2 separate regions of the Gossypium hirsutum genome follow, and region 1 is linked to region 2. A link is a contact called in public Hi-C data. All regions are on one chromosome and are shown on one strand. Each heading gives the region's core, a stretch centred on a gene start, on an enhancer-like site or on the middle of the called end of the contact. The rest is flanking DNA. Distances are from core to core; before and after follow the strand shown. Region 1 holds the start of LOC107887342 (protein PTST, chloroplastic). Region 2 holds the start of LOC107936808 (senescence-associated protein AAF, chlorolplastic).

The links. Hi-C and Micro-C count contacts between places; a contact is called where the count stands out from the background.
Region 1: a Hi-C map of hypocotyl shows a contact between it and region 2, with 2.1 times the contacts expected there. The contact joins the promoter of LOC107887342 here to the promoter of LOC107936808 in region 2. A contact is called at or near these places in 4 of 34 Hi-C or Micro-C datasets (hypocotyl, leaf and seedling).

What each region holds. Positions count from the first base shown.
Region 1 is chrA07:12,105,150-12,109,089 of Gossypium_hirsutum_v2.1, forward strand. It overlaps LOC107887342 (protein PTST, chloroplastic), which reads right to left and starts at 1,436. Exons shown (of 8, transcript XM_041117573.1): 1 at 1,370-1,436; 2 at 95-127. The coding sequence starts at 114.
Region 2 is chrA07:11,891,953-11,895,787 of Gossypium_hirsutum_v2.1, forward strand. LOC107936808 (senescence-associated protein AAF, chlorolplastic) reads right to left here and starts at 2,392. Exons shown (of 13, transcript XM_016869575.2): 1 at 2,184-2,392; 2 at 1,039-1,378; 3 at 800-952; 4 at 611-684; 5 at 461-537; 6 at 290-361; 7 at 129-197; 8 at 1-30. The coding sequence starts at 2,322.

The sequences.
Region 1 (3,940 bases), core at 186-2,685, 210 kb after region 2:
GAAGCTAGCGTAACAAGAACCATTTATAATTAGCAAAGTAAATTTCAGACAAAACTTCATTGTCACATCTAATATAATAATCACGAAGGCCTACCTTGTAGTAGCAATCTCCATTCCAAGGAATTTCCTCAGAGAAAGTGACCAAAAACAAAGCTTAGAAGTAGAAATTTATCAGAGAAAGTAGAAGTAAAAATTGTCACAAGTAAAGAAGCCTTTTTGTTCATGAATGCATCTCTAAATAGAGCATCAAAAAAATGAAAACTTGGGACAGATCGACAGTTCCAAAAGGGCAGAGCTATATTCATACTTGCTTCCCCGGTTATATAACTTGAGACACCATAACACAGTGCTAAATGCTAATAACAGTACCGTTTCTTCTGTGCCATAATTCTATTAGTGACAATCACCACACCTCAAAACATTTACACATGAAAGTGGATTGAATCATTAATCAGAGAATATTATAATGCTACTAACAAGTGTTGGGTGCAGTGGTAAGACACATTGCATTCCCAAGGGGAGGCCCAGGTTCAAAAATTGGAGAAGGCATTATTGGGAGGGACAGCCACGAACCCCGACCATAGACTGTAAAACGGACATGAAGAATACCCAAAAAAGAGAATATTATAATGCTACAGACTTCTCAGGGAATTAATGCAACTCAACCTTTTAGTTTTGCGCTTTTTACTAAAAGAAAACCAAATGGAGGAACTGATGTATCTAACATAAATCAAAATTACCCTACAGGACACTCTAGCCACAACTATGCCAATGCTTCCCTTTAAGTTTTTTAAATTATAAGTTAACTTAATGGTAAAAATACACTTTGGCCCCCCAAAGATTAAAAAATTTCAGTTTAATCCCTTTAAAATTCTAAAATAACAAGCATATACAGAGATAAAATTGTACTTTGACTTCTTTAAAATTTTATAATTTAATTGACCCCCTCCCCCAAAGATAAACTTCGCTTTGTCCCTGCGTAAAACTAAAATGAAGTCCAAGACCCAATTCTCATTACTTGTAAACCTATCTTCTTGGATTAAAATCAGACGATATTTGCAGTTCCCTTAAAAGGAATTAACAAAAAGACATAAATATATCATTTTACTTAAAGCATCAAATAAGTATAATCCTACCAAATTGATATCCTACCCATTAATCTATATCTTTCAAACCCTAATTTTCTTCAAAGAACAATGAAAAAGAAACAGCTTCCAAATTTCAATCCTCCCACAGTGGCATTTAATCAAACACATTGAAAACAATTAATCCATTAATTATAAAAAATTAAGAACTAAAATTTAAGTTGATTGCAAGCATTTACATAAATAAAATGTTAAAATTAACAAAAATAAAAAAGAGAACTTACAGAGAATCGGAGTTAGCTCTGAGACCGTGGAGAGGAGAGCTTTTTGTTGGACGAGTATTTATGAATGTTCAGCTTTAAACGTGTTAAGGCTTCTTTACTTGACATCTGGCATACAAAGTTGAATACGTGCGATGTTGCACGTGTGAATCAAAATCTTACACGCGCCGAATCTACTAAAAATTAAATATGTGAATGATATTAAATTAAGTTGTTATTATGTTTGTTAAACATCACTTAATTAGTTAGTAAACTCAGTTAATTAGTTTATTTTTTAATAATTGAGAAAAAGTTTTATGTTTATGAGATAGATTTAATTAAACGATGTAATATTAATTTAAAATATGATATTTTTAAGAAATGTTACATATTGAACCCTTATAATTTAAAAACTCGAATATTTGCATTTACTATATTCTCAACCCAATCAATATAACTGTATTCCATTAAGTACATTGTACTATTTTTAATAAATCAAATGCCAAGATCAAAGATAGTATGCACGTGCCTAATAATTCATTTGACTACCTTGATATGATATTCTTTAGAATTAACTTTATATCTGACACAAATACCAACACTAGAGCCCAAATTGGGACGACTAACTTGGAGATAAAGTAGAGTGTCAATCATTCTTTTGAATGTGGTTGGGGGAGTGCTCAGAAGTGAGCACTCCCTGAGCATTTGTGTAGAACTTTTCATTAACAAACATAGGTGTATTGACTGGCTTAGAGTTTTCAGGCTCAAACTTCTTATGCCATAACTCTAATTTTGATATAATATCTCTTTTGCAATTGACTGATTGCACCACCTTGTAATAGTTATCTAAAGTGGGAGCAGCCTCCATGATCTTCTCATTAGTTTTAGTAATAACAAAACACTTGTCTTTTGTAAAAGTAATAAACATACATTGACCACACAATTGACTTATGCTCATTAGATTGGCTTTGAGATCATTCTCCAACAACACATTCTTCAAATGAGGCATGCTAGAAACATTCAAGGCCTCTTTATCAAGTATTTGACCTTTCTTCCCATCACCAAAAGTCACCCTTCCAACAGGAGAATCTTCAAAATTAGTGAGATAAGACTGATTACCTGTCATATGTCGAGAGTAGCCATTGACAAAATACCATACTTCAAAATCGTCTTGACCCCAATACAATGCAGTATGACATGTTATAACAATACTAGAAACAATACAATAGGCATGATTTTAACATGCGATCAGCGGCAAAAATAGTAGGCATGAATTATCATGCATACAGTATTTTAGTATCAGTAAACATGTTTTTATCATGTTATTGATTTTAACAGAAACAGTAGGCTTGTCTTTAACATGCATTTAGATATATTAGTCTCAGTGAACATGATTTATCATGCTATCAATATCAATAACAGAACTGTGGCATGCTTTAGCATCGTAGATCACACTAAAACAATATAGCATCATTTAATATCCTTACACACATGATCGGTATTACAAGTTTCGTAAATCAGGGGATTTACTTTTAGCCAATCCTAATAAAGGATTTACCACTCATTGATGGTAACACCCCACACCCGTACCCTACGCCGGGACAGAATATGAGGTGTTACCTAAGTCGGTCAAATACATTCACACGTTTCTTAGTCATCAAAATTTTGTCAAATTTAAAACTTTTCCACTCTAAATCGAAAACTCCATAATAAAGGCCTACTAGGCTCTAAACGTTCATTTAAAACCATTCGGGAATGATTCGAGTCTTACCACGAACCCTGAAAAATGTTACTAGCCACAGGGGCACACGCCCGTGTGGGAGGGGCAACACGCCTGTGTGACCAATTCGACATGGTAGTGCTATTGGCCCATGTGACTCACACGGCCTAAGCAATACAAGGACACGCCCGTGTCCCTCACACGTGCAGAATTAATTCTAAATTCACACCTACAGGAGTTTTCACACAGCCTGGCATACGCCCGTGTCCCTGGCCCGTATCCTTCACAAGGCCATGACTTGTACATGTGCAAAAACTTGGACATTCTGTTTTTAATGTTAGCAATTCTTAAATGTCACACGGCCAAGGCACACGCTCGTGTGCTGGGCCGTGCTTTTCACACGGCTGAGACACACGGCCGTGTCTCTATCCGTGCATTTACTACTATGCGTACTGACTAGCAAATTTTACGTGCAGGGGACACACACTGGATCACAAGCCAATGTGGCGGATCGTGTGTCACACACGGCCTAGACACGCACCCGTGTGCCTACCCGTGTGGACAAAATAAGGCTATTTACCAAGCCTCTTTGCCACCTTTATTTATATAACCTGTATGAAATCAATCCATACCAAAACAAGGGCACATCACATAGCTAAACTAACTATGATGGACAACATTTTATTTGTGCATTTTACTCATCCATGAAAATAATACCTTCTATATAAATATCAAAATGAGCATTGACCATTATCCATAGCCTTATAAAAAATAAATGTATTTATCCCAAGCCAACACATTTGGCTATTTCTCAATGACACAAAACATTAAATTCTAGCCCTATACATGCCATACACAAAAACAAGAAATCTAAC
Region 2 (3,835 bases), core at 1,142-3,641:
CACCATCATGTCATGAATGTTTTTCACAAACTGCAGACAACCAACAAACGCATACAAATGTAGAATAGATTACATTCTTTGTCGCAAATACAGGATTTCAGATATAATCCTATAAGATCGAACCTCACCTCCAAAGCCATTAGAGCATCCTCCATAGCACGTTGCTTAGCACGGAAATCGGCACGGCGCAGATCAGCCTGGATGGAAACACCTCATATATTTTATTGCTATAAGTGGAATACTATATTTTTCGAGACATTAAAACTATGTATCAATATTTGAAAAGTACCTCTAATGCACCGTCACTCCAATGTTTATCAGCGGCCTTTTTCAATCTAGATTCGGCCTTGGCTTTTAAGATCTAAAAAGATACAAGGTTCTTTACAACATTAGATCCAAGGATACTGTGATATCTGTCTTAATCCCACGAAAAAGGAATTTACTAACTAAATACACATACAGTGGCAATATGGTGAAGACGTTCGGCCTTTTTCTTCACACCTCGGTCGATTTTTTCTGTATCTTCTCTTGCCCTAGCTACATAGCATAGTCCGTCTCGGTTAAAATGTTAGCTAAATGCATTTCGTGCACTAATTCATTAAGAGCTTACCATCGAGTTTAAGAAATCCTGACCCGAGAATAGCGACATCCTGACGAGCACGAGCATCCAGCCTCATTATTCCACTGAAGGAAACAGGACAATAGCACAACAATAAGCTACCGAATGACCACAAATATTATACCAACATATGATTATCACGGCAAGCTATTTCGACAGATATTAGGGATTGCTTAATACCGAGAAAGCAAAACAATGTCGTTACGAGCCCTTTCATTTACAAATTTTGCATCATTACAAGCGAATCTACAAGCTTCAGCCAAGCCGGGACTTGAATGTATAGTTCTCCCATGCATGCTTGAATGACCAACTTCGCCTTCGGCAATCTGTGCACTGGCTCGAAACAGTACCATACAATAAGTTTAAGATGAACTCGAAAAAGTATCACTATGTTCAAGCATCGAGAATTACGATCTTACCTAGATGCATCCGAGCAATCGGTTTCAGACTTTTGAGTTCTTGAGGACAAGCATATCAGGGAAGATCCTCGAGTGACACCGAAACCACCAGGTTTTTCATATATGTTTCCCAAACGTTCGTTTGGAAACCTCAACTTTGCCATCAAAAGACCTGTATTTCTCAGTCTCCGATGATCAAACCCTCGAGTTATAGGATAGATTTTACCACGATGGTTAGTGTTACCAATAGTCTTAGTCACAACTGACCCATTTGGGACCTTGCTTGAAGTAAATGCCATGGAAGGGATCAACAATGAAAATAAGCCCACCACCAATGAAACACCCTTTGAACAGCTCAAAGCTATAGGCAAAACACAAAATCTAAATCAAGGCCACACAAAAATAATCTTTAAATAGTCTATTCAGCATTAGCTCAATTGACACCATTGGTATTGTAATAATCTTGAAGATATAGATTCAAGGTGCTTAAATGCATGTTTTCCTATTAGTAAAAGTAGGGGGTAAAAGTACCATAAATGCGCCTGTACTAGTACTCAGATTACATTTTATCTTCTCTACTAAAAAAAAATGAACAAATTAATCCATGTTTGTTCGATTAAAGAGTAAACTATCCCTTCTGTTATGTCCATTTCTACTATTAAAAATTGCTCTATGTTTGTCAATACAAGATACACATGATACACCATGTTTCACTTTTTGGTTATTCTGTCAATCATGTAAAAATCAATTTTCTATTTGATCTAATTTGTCATTTTTTAAGTAGAAGGGACAAAATACACTATCACTCTTAGGGCCATTATGTTACTTGTACCGGGAATACTGTAATTGTATCATTTGGCAAATGTCCCAACAGCTCAAGACGAAGATTGAATGAAGCAATCAATAGATCAGAAACAATTAATTTCAATTCTCTAATAATTCAGTTCCAACTATTGTCATCAAGCAATAAAAACACACAAACACATAGAGAAGTCCACAAATTCACTGGAAAAATGAACTCTGTTTTACCAAAAAGGGGAGAAAATTATAAAACAATGAAAACCCACCAAGAAAAAAAAGTATAAAACAGCCATAAATGGACTAAAATGAACTAAAAATAAACAATCAAACCAATAATACAAAGAAAAAAAAGGGTTAATACTGACCTGTTGAAACAAACTGATTTTCACAGGCTGAAACAAAGAGAGAGACAAGCGAAGCACAAAAGTTGGGTTTAAATGTGCGAGAGAGATGAGCAAATGGGCAAGGAATTGGGAAATGAAATGGTAACCACAAGTAAAGCATGTGGCCCCAAAAGATCCAACGATTGCAGCTATTGTGAGATCTTAAAGGAAAAGGACAAATTGTTTATGGTCTTTTTCTGACAATTATTATGGCCTTAGCCAGATGTTATGGATATTGGGTTGCTGGAGCTGGAGGTGCCATTATTAATTTTTTCAATTTTTTAACTTCGCTTATTTTGGGTCAAATTATTTTGCTTTGTTGGTCCAAATGAGAGCATGTTTATCCACACTGGATAAAACACATTGTTTCTCTGGCCACCGTTTTTTTTTCTTCTTCTCCTTCTTCTGCACTATTTTTTTTCCGATTAAAATGTGTTTCTGTAATTTGGTAGTAGCAAATTTAAAATCCAGTTCATCTTTACCTAGATTTTTTTTTATCCTATCCCCTATAACAAAAGTATTATCTTGTAAGCATAAAGATTTGAAGTAGATACTCCAATTATTAAAAATCGAGATAAATAGATTGTTCAATTTTTTAATGGTCGGTATTCAATACATTAGAAATAGATTTAGATAAGCATTTACTTTTTAATTTTGAGTAAATTATACTTATACTCACCTAATTATTAATAAATTTTTTTTTCTCAATCACTAAACTATTTGATTTTTTTTCTTTTTTAGTTATCAACTTTTAAATTATTAACGAAAATATAACTTGTCAACTTTTAAAATTGATGTAATTAGAATTTTAATCTTCAACATTTATATATTATGTTACTTTAGTATTAATTCTTAAAAGTTTAATCCTCAATATTTATACATTATATAATTTGATTTTTTTTACAATTTTATTTTTATTTATAACATTAAGGGTTAATTTTAAAATTTTAATTTTAAAAAGTTTGATTCACGTTTCCACACATATTATTAGCATATCCTAAAATTGCTCCTGATAAGATTTGAAAAATGATGACTCATCATTTTTGCTGAGTTGTAGAATTGATTAGTTTTAGAATTTGTTATTTCAAGTTTCTCCGTACATTCGGGTGTCTTTGTTTCCCATTTTTGAGGCCTTATCATGCTCACAAGCTGCAATTTCATTATGCCCCATATGTGTTCTTGGGATACTCTCCAAAACACAAGGGATATCGCTGCCAAGATGCCAACGGTCGTGTATATGTTTCATGGCATGTTCGATTTGAGGAACATGTATTTTCCTTTAGTCAACCACAGTCCCCATTCCTACCCAAATCACACTCCCATATTGACTCCATCCTCAAACCACACATTCCCCCGCTTACTCTAATTACTACATCATCTCAACCATTCCCTACACCTTCACCTTGGCCAAATATAGACACCAATGGTTCCACCACACCGGATTACTCTACTACTCCCTTTTTGCCTTCTAACTCACCAGATTCACACCTTCGATACCTTCCAACTCACCTCTCCTACCCCCTCATCCTCCACAAAACACTCATCCCATGGTGACTGAAGGGAAAGCTAGAATCTTTAAACTAAAATCATTTCTGAAAGAAGCTTCTAGTGTTCCTAAAGACCCCATAAATATA